Regions from separate parts of the Zea mays genome. Here region 1 is linked to region 2. Evidence: chromatin contacts called from public Hi-C data. All regions are on one chromosome and are shown on one strand. The core of a region is the stretch at or near the end of the contact, and the rest is flanking DNA. Distances in the headings are between cores, read along the strand shown. Region 1 holds the start of LOC103653493 (zinc-finger homeodomain protein 10). Region 2 holds the start of LOC100282616 (DCN1-like protein 4).

Region 1 (6,010 bases), core at 2,965-5,464, 360 kb before region 2:
TAAACCGCTCTAAAAAACCACCAAAAACTGAACGGTTTGTGAATTCAAATTAAAGAAACATAGTTTAGAAACCATTTTTCCGACCGAGAAACATGTTTTTTGTTGGTTTTCAAAATTTTCAATTTGTTTGCATTTCAAATCTAAATAAAAATGCATTTCATGAGAAACCGTTGTTTTTCACCGGATTTCGCGGTTTTTACTGCTTTATTTTTTTCAAAAATAAATAAATTTTGGACGAGTTTTAAAAAATCCAACTGAAAACCTGTTGTCGGTCCGATAAAAAGAAACCAGTCGGGTTTTCGTAGTTTTTGAGGACGATTGATCCAGATACTAATTCGGATGTTAATTTTTTTCTTCTTTCTTCGATTGTGAGTAAATAAGATATAGAATTTGTTATGTAAATTCATATTCTTGTTTTTATTAATAATTTTATCAATATTCGGAAAAGGTAAATCTCAAATTTCGTTCTATATCTTTTTTAAATAATTAAAATAAAATTTGGATACAATATTATTCAGTTTCGAACATTGTTTTCACCTTTTTCATTGTAGGAAGAAAATAATGGACTAAAAATTTATTAAAAATATTCTTATCTTCAATAATATGATTAACAATATGACTAAAAATTATTATCAAACTCTATGCACATCTACATTAAAATATTAGATTCATCATATAATTTAGATGTTTTAGGAACATGCCAAGTTTTTGAAACACTGGATCCACCCGACCAACATAAGTATTGCTTAGGAACAATTTGTTAGACTGAGCAACTCCAACAGCATAACTAAATCAATTAATATTCATAAAACTAGATAAATGACAGCCAAAACTCGATCCAATCGACTCTTGATCTTGCTCGTCATTCCGTCCAAGTCGTTAGGCATCTTTGCAGAGTCTGACCAGCTCTCCATCTCCCTATTGGTGTGCATGTCGCTAGGGGTGAAAACGGGTAGGGTATACACGTCGGCTACCAGATACGGATAGTGCAAATACCTGTTTTTTCCGATACGGATTCGAGTATTTTTATATTCGGGACGGATACGGGTAATACCCGGATACGGAGCGAGGACTACCCGGTAAATACCCGGATAGTCGGGTCGGATACGGGTACCCGGAATTCGGGTACCCGTTTTTTCATTTCCTGCATAATAATATAGTTATAAAATCATAACTTTTACATATGGAATTGGATGAAGATAAAGTTTATATAAAAATTGTAGAGCTCGAAGAGATCTATAACTTTGTAGTACATCAAATTTTTGTTTAAACATATATTTAGGTCAAAATCATTGAAATAATGTCCAAATTTATATCAAATTAATATACTTTATCATTTTTATGTGAGGGGACTTAATGTTATCGCCACGTGGGAACTTAAGGTTATCTTTGTAGAGACTATTTATTAGTATTGGTAACTTATTTGCAATTTTCGATCGACCCTACATTATTTTATGGATTTAATTGTATTTTGATGATTTTCTATGACAATAAATTAATAGATGTATAAATAGCCTCAAAAAATCATGAAATTTTACGGAGGCACAACATATGTTTATATATAACCATAAAAAATATTTGGATCATAAGATCTATAAGATGCACGTGTTTCTTCCATTTCACTTTCATTTAATTGTATGAGTTACATGTGAAATCACTGTAAGTATCCAAGTTTCAACATAATCAATACTTTACTTTATCGTTTTCATACGAGGACTTGAGTTATCTTCGTATAAAATGCTTATTAGTTTTTGTAACTTATTTGCAATTTTTGAGTGAAACTAGAATATTTTTTGAATTTTTAATATTGTGGTGTTGGTTCTACAATGTCCTCGTGATTAGTAACTTTGAACTGCATGATGTCAATTTTATCGGTTTCTTTTTCCTACATTTGATCTATCATATACATGATTATGTATTACTTAATTTATGTATTTGTTAGATGGTTGTACAATTAATATCATCGGGACAAACTACCCGACAATTATCCGGTACCTACCCGTGTAGTATGCGTTATCCGTTTCTTACCCACTCGTATTATTACCCGGTCTCGTCTTATATCCGTCTCGAATCTTAACTACCCGTGTCAGATCACGTATCCGAGAGAAATACGTTAAAGTAAAATACGAGATAACCCTGTATCTGTCTGTATCCGTCTCGTTTTTATCCTACGTGTCGCGGGCCTTCCCTCCCTCACGCCCCGTTTCAGTCTCGCGCTATGTGGAACTCGTCGTCCTCATGCCGCTTCCACGCCCTATTATCCTCCCTATGTGTGTTAGGAAGCCACGTGTGGGCCCGCAGGCAGTTGAGATCACAACCATCCAGCCACCAGTTGGTACTAGCCGTGCAGTGGACATAGAAGAGGGAGTGTGGCTTCCATCGGGTCGGCCGGATCGCACTCCCTCCCTTCCCTCACCTGATCGTTTACGTAGATGAGAAAGATTTCGTTTTCAATGAGAAGGTTAGGCCATGAGAAGCAGTGGAGGCAACCTGTGTGGCTCGGCCTACACGACGACAGACGATCAGTCTTAAGGTCGCGCGGTAACGACCGGTTGTAAGGTGATTTGAACATGGATAAAGAAGATTTAGAGAGTTTGTTGGTTTATCCCATCGTTTAAGAAGTTATCTATTTTTTAAATCCTCATAGAACTCTAACTCTAAATTTATCTAAGACTATAATTAGACTATTGGAGTTACTCTAACAGTCTACTAGTACGTAGTACCACTCGCTGCTACTGTACTCATAAGCACTAATCCTGGATCATTAGTTCATTACATCATCAGATCCTAAAAGCCCACATTTCTAAGATCCTTCTTTGGGCTCCACCATTAACAAAGACCAGCAGGCTTCACTAGAACTCCCCCATAGTCCCATGCATCCAACATTGCTAGGACTCCATTAGGGTTGGTTAATTAGACACGAGGCTACAAATAACCATGACTGATTAGCACTAACTTGACTAGGACTGCGGCGAGCCGCCACTCGCCGTCGACGGTTGGACGCGGAAGTCATCGGCGGCGGTGCCTTCGATGTTGAAGTTAGAGTGGACAGGCACGGGCGGTGGAGCGGATGGGTGGGCAACGACGGCTGCTGCTGGGGCGCCATCGCCGTGGGAGGAAGGGTAGACAGCGGCGGCGTCGGACCTTTGCTGCATGGCCGGGTTGGCCGCGGCAGCAGAGGCTGAGGCTGAGGCGCTGCGGCGCGCGCTGTGGCCGCCCACGAAGTTGTGCTTGTTGTTGTGCATCCAGACCTTGAAGACGCCCTTGCTGACGCCGATCTCCTGGCAGCACTGGTCCACCGCCGCCTCGTCGCACTTCTGCAGCCGCCAACCCAGTCGCGACGACAGAGCCTGCATCCTCTGCTTCTGCTCCGGGCTGAACTTCGTGCGGGACCGCTTCCTCGCCGCCGCCGCCGCGGCGGCGGCGGCACCGGGAGCAGTCGCGGGCGCCGGCATCGGGCCCACGGAGGTGGGCGGGGGCGGCCGCGGCGCCGCTGCGGGGGTTTGGGGGCTCGGCGCGCCGATGATCAGCGCGAGGAGCGTGTGCGTCGTGGCCTGGCGGTAGCCGGGCGACACAATTGCCGCCTGCGCCGGCATCGGCGACAGCGGGCGGTCCTCGTAGAAATCCGAGCTCGCGTCCGACTCCTCCGCCTCGTCGTCGAATGCGGCCGGCAGGCGCGCCTCCTCGCCGCGCATCGTGCGGCGGCTGTCACGCATTACGTGCGACGCGACAGCCGGCGCCGGCGCCAGTGGTGGCGGCAAGGCGAGGAGAGGCGGTGGCAGTGGCAGCTCGACGAGCCGGCGGTGGAAGTTGCGGTGGCATCCGCACGCGGCGCACCTGAGCGAACTCGGGTCCGCCCGGTCGGCCTCCGGCGACGGCATGAATTCGCCGCACCCGTCCAGGGCGTGACCTCCCAGGCTCGCCGCGTGGTTCTTGAGGCACTCGCGGTACACCCACGTCTCTCCGCCGGCCGCCACCCTGAGCCTCGTCTTCTTGGTCGCCGATGACACGCCGCCGTTCGGGAACAGCGGCTCGTACTTGAGGTCGACCGTCGCCTCCATCCTTTCCCTCGCGCCCTTCTTCTCGGAGAGAGACGGCGTCACCACTGTCTGCAGCAGAGCACGCCCACACAACGGAAGATTACCGCTTGCGCCTTGGCTGTTTTGTCCCGGAGGACAGCGAGCCAGCGACAAAGGACGAGGGGACAAAAGCAAAACTACAGGTAGGGCGGTGAAGAGAAGCGGGTAGGTATTTCCTTATTATTAAAGCAGCAAGGAAACGTGGCCTGATAGCCCATCCACGTTATCAGAAAAACATCTAGTCGTCCGATTACGTATCAACGGTTCCACACAATACCTCCCAGGCAGCCTTCTCGCGCTGTGCCGCGAAGCTTCCAGGAGCCGCGCGCGCGTAGCTTTGCCTCAGGCGCCGCCGCGCCGGTTCAGTAGGTCACCCCCACCCCGCGCGGAGGTCAGCTTCGTCGCACGCACGCCCCACCACACGTAGCTTCAACCCCCGCCGTCAGCTCGGTAGGTCACCGCCCAACCCTCTCCCCCCGGCGCCGGCTCGACAGGTCACCCCAACGCTCAGGGCCTCCCACCGGCGTCGCCCATGGGCAGTTCCAAGCCATCAGCGTGCTAGCTGCTGGGGATACCAGGAGGGGGGCACCGTCACCGTTCCTGCCGCCGTTCGGCCAGGTCGTCGAGGACAATCCAGCAACAAGGCAATGACCTAACCATCCAAAGCTTTTTTTTTCCTTTTATTTTTTGTCGTCGGTGTCGACAATGATGAGTAACAGCAACTGCTAGAGCCCCAGTGCCATCCTCTTCCCCCTTGTCGTTGCCGTCGCCAGGAATCCCATCCTCTCCCCCACAAACGCCGCTGCTATGCCCGCGTCGACCATCCTCCGCCTGCACGCGCTGTCTCTTGTAGCGGAGCGCTGGCTCTCCTCCAGCTGCCCTGAACTGCAGGCTCAGAACCGCGTCACCACTCGACGCGTCTTGGTCTCCCGCCTGTCCGCGTGGTCACAGCAGCAGGTTCTGGCAGTTCCGTCTACCTCACCATGCGGTCACTGCAGCAAGCTCCAGCAGCTCCGCCAGATTGGTCGCCCTCTTGTCTGCGTTTATTTGTTTCTGTTTTCTCCCTGAAGTGAACTGTATTATCTGGTCTCGGCTCTGCAAGCGATGAGGTGAGGTATGGAGGGAATTTAGGCGACATGGTGAGGTATCAGGTAGTTAGTTTTGGTCCATGGTTATGTATTGAAAGCCACAATCGTCATTTGATATTAAAATCAAACTAAGAAGACCATAGTTGCTGATAATTGACTTGAAATATATACAAAAAAATACTCAAAGCTGCTACGATCAATTGAATGTTGCTCCATGTTTTTAAATTTTTTTGTACATCTATGCCAAACTAAATGACAACAAATAGTTATGCTTATTGCTATCGAAATAGAGCTTAAAGCAGATTAAGCATTCCAAACTTTTCTCTTGAAATTACGTTTGCCGCCATGAAAACAGTTATTCCGTGCATATGTGTGTGAACCAATTCAGCGGCGAGAGCAAGCCGGTGACCCTTCCACTTGGCAGGTAAGAAGTTACACGCTCCGCGCTTGGAATTTGTTCTAATGATCTTTAGGAGTATGAATATCCTCTAGGTGCACTCTGCTGCAGTTTTTAGTTCTATGAATTTGTTTATTGTGATATTTATAGCTTATGTGATGTTCAGATGATCTGACTCCCGGAAGACGTCCTAATTGGGATGAAGGCTCGAGGTAATTTGGATATCAGCTTAGTTCCAGTTCTAGGCAACATAGTAAATTCCATTTTTTATTATAATGATGTGAATCTTGATGGTTTGATATTAGGACAATCATTTTATTCTAACCTTTTTCATGACATGGTGTATACTATGCAGGCAAGTGGAGGTATCTAATCTCTTTTAAAGTAGGCTACATCAGTGAGACATTGCAGCTTATACGAGTCTTCAAAGATTTCCTAATTTTGAT
Region 2 (6,233 bases), core at 2,123-4,622:
TTCTTTTTTGCCCTTCGGCACCCTTGTCAAGTCGCTCATAATCAGGATATTCAAAGCATATAGCATCCAGTACCCTGTTTAGCCTTCGTTTCGGTCGGATGCCGAAGGCAGCTGTCATCAATTGATCTTCTTTTTTAGAATAATTCCCAAGAATTTCGGTGCACATTACTTCAATTGTTTCGAGCCATTCTTGGCAGGGTGCTTTGAAATATTTCTTGAACTTGTAGTGGTAGGGCAGTCGGACAAGTTCCCCCTCTTTCTTCTCTCCTTCAAGCTTCGGCATAGCCCATTCCTTCATAGTTGGAAATATTTTGAAAGCCAGAAACTCCTGCACTAAATCTCTAGTACCAATGTGCTCTGCGATAATCCTGAATTCAGCCAGCGCAGTTTGGGTTGGACCTTCTGGTGTCATATTGCATTGGGGTCTGGTCTCTCCGAAGATCAGTTCAAGCGGATTCTGGACCAGCTTCTCCTTGTCGTCGTCAACTTTGACGTAGAACCATTCCGATTTCCAACCTGCCGGCCACTTGCTTTGGTAGCTGATCACAGGAAATTTTGTAGTTTTCCGGTAAGCAAAATTGTAACAACCAAAATTTTCATGTAACCCATCCTTTCTGGCCTTGGTTTGGTAATGTAGCTCGTGCACCCGGCAGAAACCTTCGGCAAACGGTTCCACCCCCTGGCTTCGGAGAGCCCAAATATAAACACTAAGCCTAACGATAGCATTAGGAGTTAATTGATTAAAGTGGATCCCAAACTTCTTTAGCACATCGGCAATCATCCTATTTAAAGGGAATCTCAAACCAGCTTTGAGGAAACTCTTGAAAACTACTATTTCATCTTTTTCGGGCTTCAGAGTAGTTTCTTCTCCACCGAAGCGAATCAACTCTTTCTTATCTTCGCTAAAATAGCCCAACTTCACCATCTTAGGAAAATCAGCTTCGGAGATGGTGGACTTTCCGAAGTCCCGGTGGCTAGGCTTGCTCGGCACTGCGATGTTGTAATCATCTTCAGAATCGGTCTCTTCAATACCAGCTTGCTCTGCTTCGGCAGCAGGGACGTCTTCCGGTGTTACCAACCTAGATCGCTTCATTACTTCCGAAATAGGAACAGTTTCAACAGCTTCGGTCTCGTCTCCCTCACGATCGACTCTTGCAGTAGAGCGAACTCTGTCCATTTGATTATGACTTACTTGAAATTTTTGGTGTTGGCTTTTTTGTTTTTTCCGAAGCTCTTACACTTGTGCCGAAGCAGATTCACAAGCGAGGTTTCGTCTGAGCACGATGATCAAGCTTCGGCTATGACTAAAAATTTGGCAGCAAAACAGTACAGTAGCAATGAATGCTGTGATAACTTCACACCTACCCGTCTGTTTATATAGTGCTGCAGGTGGGAAGGTGAATCGGCAAGGTCTCCAGCACCGAACAAACAGTGACCCGCACTCACTGAACGGTGGGCCACATAGTTCGAGAAGGTGAATCGCTGGCGAGCGCGTAATTGGTGCAAGATGGGTCGCGCGTGCGACGATTATTTTAATCGTTTCTCGCCAACGAGCTCAGGGAAGGTGTTTTTTGGATCTTCGGCATCCCGAAGCCTAGAAGATTTTTCACGGATCAAGCTCGTTACGAAAAACGATCTAGCACCGCGAACGAGCTACTGTTGGGGGTATGCTTCGTAGCCGAAGATCCTAAAGAAATAAACACCTTCGGCAGATCCTCTCCAAAGCAGCGCCGAAGCTATCGACTATAAAGCTTCGACACAGTGACATGTCTCAAGACGAAGGGGTGAACCGACTTAAAGATGAAATGACTTAAAGACCCATGATATTCTATGTCATTATTGTAGTTCATTGTAAAGGGCATAAATGTAATTATACACAGGCTGCGCCCTGTGCCTATAAATAGGTGAACAGTACCCCTGTACTGTTCACGCGCTCCTGTAATTACGCATTGGGCATTTGCTTTTGCTTCACGTTGGTATTTTTACTTTCCTTCAAGTCGAAGGTACATTTTGTAATTTGTCATTATTTCTATAATAATGAAATAGAAACAAGTTAATGATAACAATCATGTGTTTAAATTATTTTTCATATTTTATATAAATCCTTCTTCATTATTTGTTGTGCTTATGAAGGTGTGATCTTCATAACCTTCGTTCGGAATCCATTATATCCCAAGGGAAATAATGCTTCGAAGGACGAAGGAATATAACATTTAACAATTTCTATGTTGCCTTGTTCTTAATTCATAGCTGTTAAGAACAAGTCCCCAACAGGGCATACACATGTACGGCCTACGACATCCTCAACACTGTGATATGGGACCCACCAGAGCCTGCATTGAGAACAAGGTTCTTCAGATGGGACTCGGCGGAGCGACACACCATCTCGCGCGTGTGCCTACGCACGCATCAGAAGGCGACATCACCAAAAGAGCTCCGATGAATAGTAGGCCCCACTCTCATCCATTGTAACCAACCTCACTCCATACAAGCCTCCTCCTTGAACTATAAAAGGGGGACGACAAAATAGGAACATGGGGCAAAATTAGGCTAAACTATGCTCTTCTCTCACTCACTCTCTCACCTACACACCTTGTAACACGTTTTAGGCCCACCGGCCCCTTAGAGGAATACAAGATCAACACTACACTGAACGTAGAGCACTTGGCTGAATCAATATAAACCCTCTCGAGTCACTCGACTCACCATTCAGAGTTTATCCGTGCTAACCTCCTCTGTCGAATCATAAATTATACTGTGTCCCCGGTTTCCGGAACCACGACACTACCCTACAAAAAAAATAATTTATATAGGGGAGGGGCATGCCACCTCTCCCTCTAGTGGTACCACTAGGTCATCTCTAGAACCCTATGCGAAGAAAGTTTAATTTTCTATAATTAAATCTATGTTGTCCATTGTTAGGAGACAATCACCATTTTACATTTTTTGTTCATGAATATAGTTTTAAGATTTTAAATATTTTTAAATGTGAAATTGAAAAAGGTTGTGAGATCTTGGTAAAAACGGATCCGTTAAAAGTAAGATCTCAGTCATGTTTACACGACCACACCTAAGACTGGTTTGATGACCATGGAAATAAGAGAGAAATTCTTTTCATATTTAAAATTAAATAGTAAGAAGATTTTTCTTCTTCTTTTCTTTGGTCACTAAATTAGCACCTAATGTTATTTTAGAGAGTGTTTGTTTTTTAATAAAGTTTAATTCATATCGTACGAGTATTAAATAGGCACCGCGTAAGTATGCAGTATGCTGAAATAGTCTGCGGACCTGCGGTGGCCCGTGTATCCATCCGGGCCCGCACGTGGGCCGAATCCTATAAGAACAAAGGGTTCCACCTCCACCAGCGCCCCTCCTAGTCTTCCACTCTTCCTCCCCTTCTCTCCGGCTCCCCCGAGGCCCCCGACAGCGAACTCGGGACTCGCCAACCGAGAAGGAAGAACTAGTCGCGAGGTGAAGAGGAGAACCTGAGGTGGTCCCGAATCAGAGACGGAAGAAGGTGGGTTCAGGAGCAAGCCAGCCTGCCGCCGCCATGAGGCGCACCTCGAAGAAATCGTCGTCGTCTACGGCGACCGCCAGCGCTGGTAACGCCCCACCCCTGGATCCCTCCCTCCTTCCCCTAGTTCCTTGATCGGCTCGCTAGTTCCGCGGATGGGTTTCTGTTTTCCCGATTGGATGCGGGTTTCCTCTGGAAGATCCAATCTCGAGGCTGCGCTGTGCTGGAGCGCACTCGATAGTACGGTTTTTCGATCGTCAAATTCGGTATGTGGGAGCTATGAATCGTCCATCTCGAGATTGGGAGGGTGTGGTGGTAGATTCAGGCTATTATTTTGGCGATTTGGCGTTGTGGTGGTTGTAAAAGGGTTCTTGAATCTTGGGCTGAATTTGATGTGGAATTCGCCTTGGATTCCTTCTATCTGATGGTAACAGATGTGTCTTCGTTGTAAAAGGATGCAATCTGCAGGTCTATTCTTTGCCAATCTATGTGAATTTATTTGCATGTAAAGATAAAGAGCAAAAACTCGCACTAATGACTCAATTTACTGCGTTTCTTGTGATTTCTAGACTATGAGAACCTTAGATTGCGGTTTTAGGTGTGAACTGTATGCTTTCCCCTCAAATTAAGGAAGTATTTGTTAGTTGTTATCACTGTGTTGGCCATATAACCCCTTTTAGTTAAGAGCATCTCCAACAACGTGACCTATAGAAATGCCCTATAATTTAAAAATAAGTATATTTTATAGACTTTAGGGCACCAACAAAACATCCCGTTCCAACGGTAAAGCCTCAAATCTAGATTATAAGGCAGCACACTACGGTGTAGTATATTTGAGGCACTTGAGAGTGTGCCCTATAATTTTTTAACCAAATTTTATAAAATGAGGAACTGTTGGAGTAGTTTTTTCTACGTAGAGCCTCATATTTCAATTTGAAGCACTAATTTAAGGCATTGTTGGAGATGTTACTAGGTTGATAACTGCAGGAAGTTAAATTTCATGATTGAATCTTTCTTCGGTAATTTTGTGTGATGGTAAGGAACTACAAGAATGGCTTTCTTTTCATAATTAAGATGATTAACCTAATTTGTATGTGATTGCAATTAACACTAGCTTGACATTGTGCTCTTCTTCTTTTGCTTTCTCACTTAACCCAGATCCTCTTATGCTGGCTCATCTCCCAATTGACCTGTTTGCCTTTTCTCTTTGTGCATGGGCATTTAATTAGCTCTCATGATTTCACACGGTACTTTCTAATATTCAATTACACTGCATGAATCCTTGAATTTGAGAAGCTTAATCAAGTTCTTATCATGTAAATACAAGTTCGTTAATTAATTCCAAATAATCTACCCATCAGCTGATCTTGTGCTTGGTTAGTTTTAGCTTTCATTTTTACTACATCTACCCATCGTAGGGCAGGCCTGGTGTAGTGACAAGAGCTGTCTCACTGAATCACCAGTTCGCGGGTTCTCTCCCCATTTGAGTGGAGAAGGCTTGCCTCGGTTTATCCTTCCCCGGACCCCATTCTTGTGGGAGCCTCCAGCACTGGGTCTCCTTTTTTTAACCATCTCAGTATATTGTTCATCAAATGCATTGGAGTGGGGGATCCTGTGATCTCTGTTTTAGGGTATAAATATATGAATGAATACTAAACAAACAACTATATTTAGGTGTGGAACAAGTAAATGAAAAACAAAACAGAAAAAGAAAAGGAGTCAGTACAAACCTGACCAGCAGGAAAGCACAACGTGGTGAGCTTCACTGATTCCTTTTCTTCATCAATTAATTGTAAAATTGCTTGTTTTTTTTCTATCTTGGTGTGCTAAGAGTGTGCATGATTATATTTCTAGTTTTCTACATGCATGGATTTGTGTCTCCCTACAAAACATGGTCATTGTCGTGTTCAACTACCAGTGTTCTTAGGCTAACCTTAAGCCTTTACAGAGTGCTATGATGTCTTCTGTATAAATTGACCCCACAAATACACAATGTGCACATGACGGGAACAATGTTTGTCTTGTTCTATTGTTTGCAAAATGGATGAGTGGGCCTCATACGGTATTTGAAATTTTGGAATATATCAAGCTGTTACTTTCTATAATTTCTGTTTCTTTCCTGAGCTATCATCTAGAAACTGGAATTATCTAACGTAAACATGTAATTACTGTCATCAACTTAATTTTTGCATCTATACATATGTTTTATATTTATCTGTTTGTGAACATTTTCACCATTATTTCCAGGCCCTACTAAAGCAGTTTCCAAGGAAGTAGAACGGATTGATCAATTTTTCTATACTTACGCTGATAACTCATCTGGCATGATTGAGTAAGCTTTTGTCCAGTGATTCTCAATGCTTTGCCACTTTATGTTTGCTGCTCATGAAAATCCTCTTTGTACCTTATGGGTGGTGTGTGGACAATTTTTTTTGTTTGTTTGTTAACGAGCTTAGCTAATAGCTCCAATTTTGTTGTGAACCATATTACCATATCGTTCCCAACTGAACATGAATGCTTACACTACTGCAGACTTTGATGAAATGGTTTTTTTTGTAATGTAACATGACATCAAATTTGTCAAATGAAGACAAATTTTGCATATTTGTTCACAGTTATAAATCAAACCCAACAGAGAAGCTTTCAATATGTACTAAGTTGCCAATTAAGGGCAGTACCCTGTTGGTCAGTTAATTATTGGCTTTGATGTTCTAGCTGG

The links. A called contact is a pair of places that touch in the nucleus more often than the background predicts.
Region 1: a Hi-C map of tassel shows a contact between it and region 2, with 2.9 times the contacts expected there. The contact joins the promoter of LOC103653493 here to the promoter of LOC100282616 in region 2. A contact is called at or near these places in 2 of 25 Hi-C or Micro-C datasets (ear and tassel).

Annotation. Positions count from the first base shown.
Region 1 is chr4:88,729,969-88,735,978 of Zm-B73-REFERENCE-NAM-5.0, reverse strand. It overlaps LOC103653493 (zinc-finger homeodomain protein 10), which reads right to left and starts at 4,214. Exons shown (of 1, transcript XM_008680387.3): 1 at 2,724-4,214. The coding sequence starts at 4,061. The coding sequence ends at 2,961.
Region 2 is chr4:88,370,362-88,376,594 of Zm-B73-REFERENCE-NAM-5.0, reverse strand. It overlaps LOC100282616 (DCN1-like protein 4), which reads left to right and starts at 3,372. Exons shown (of 10, transcript NM_001155524.1): 1 at 3,372-3,602; 2 at 5,189-5,269; 3 at 5,762-5,846. The coding sequence starts at 3,551.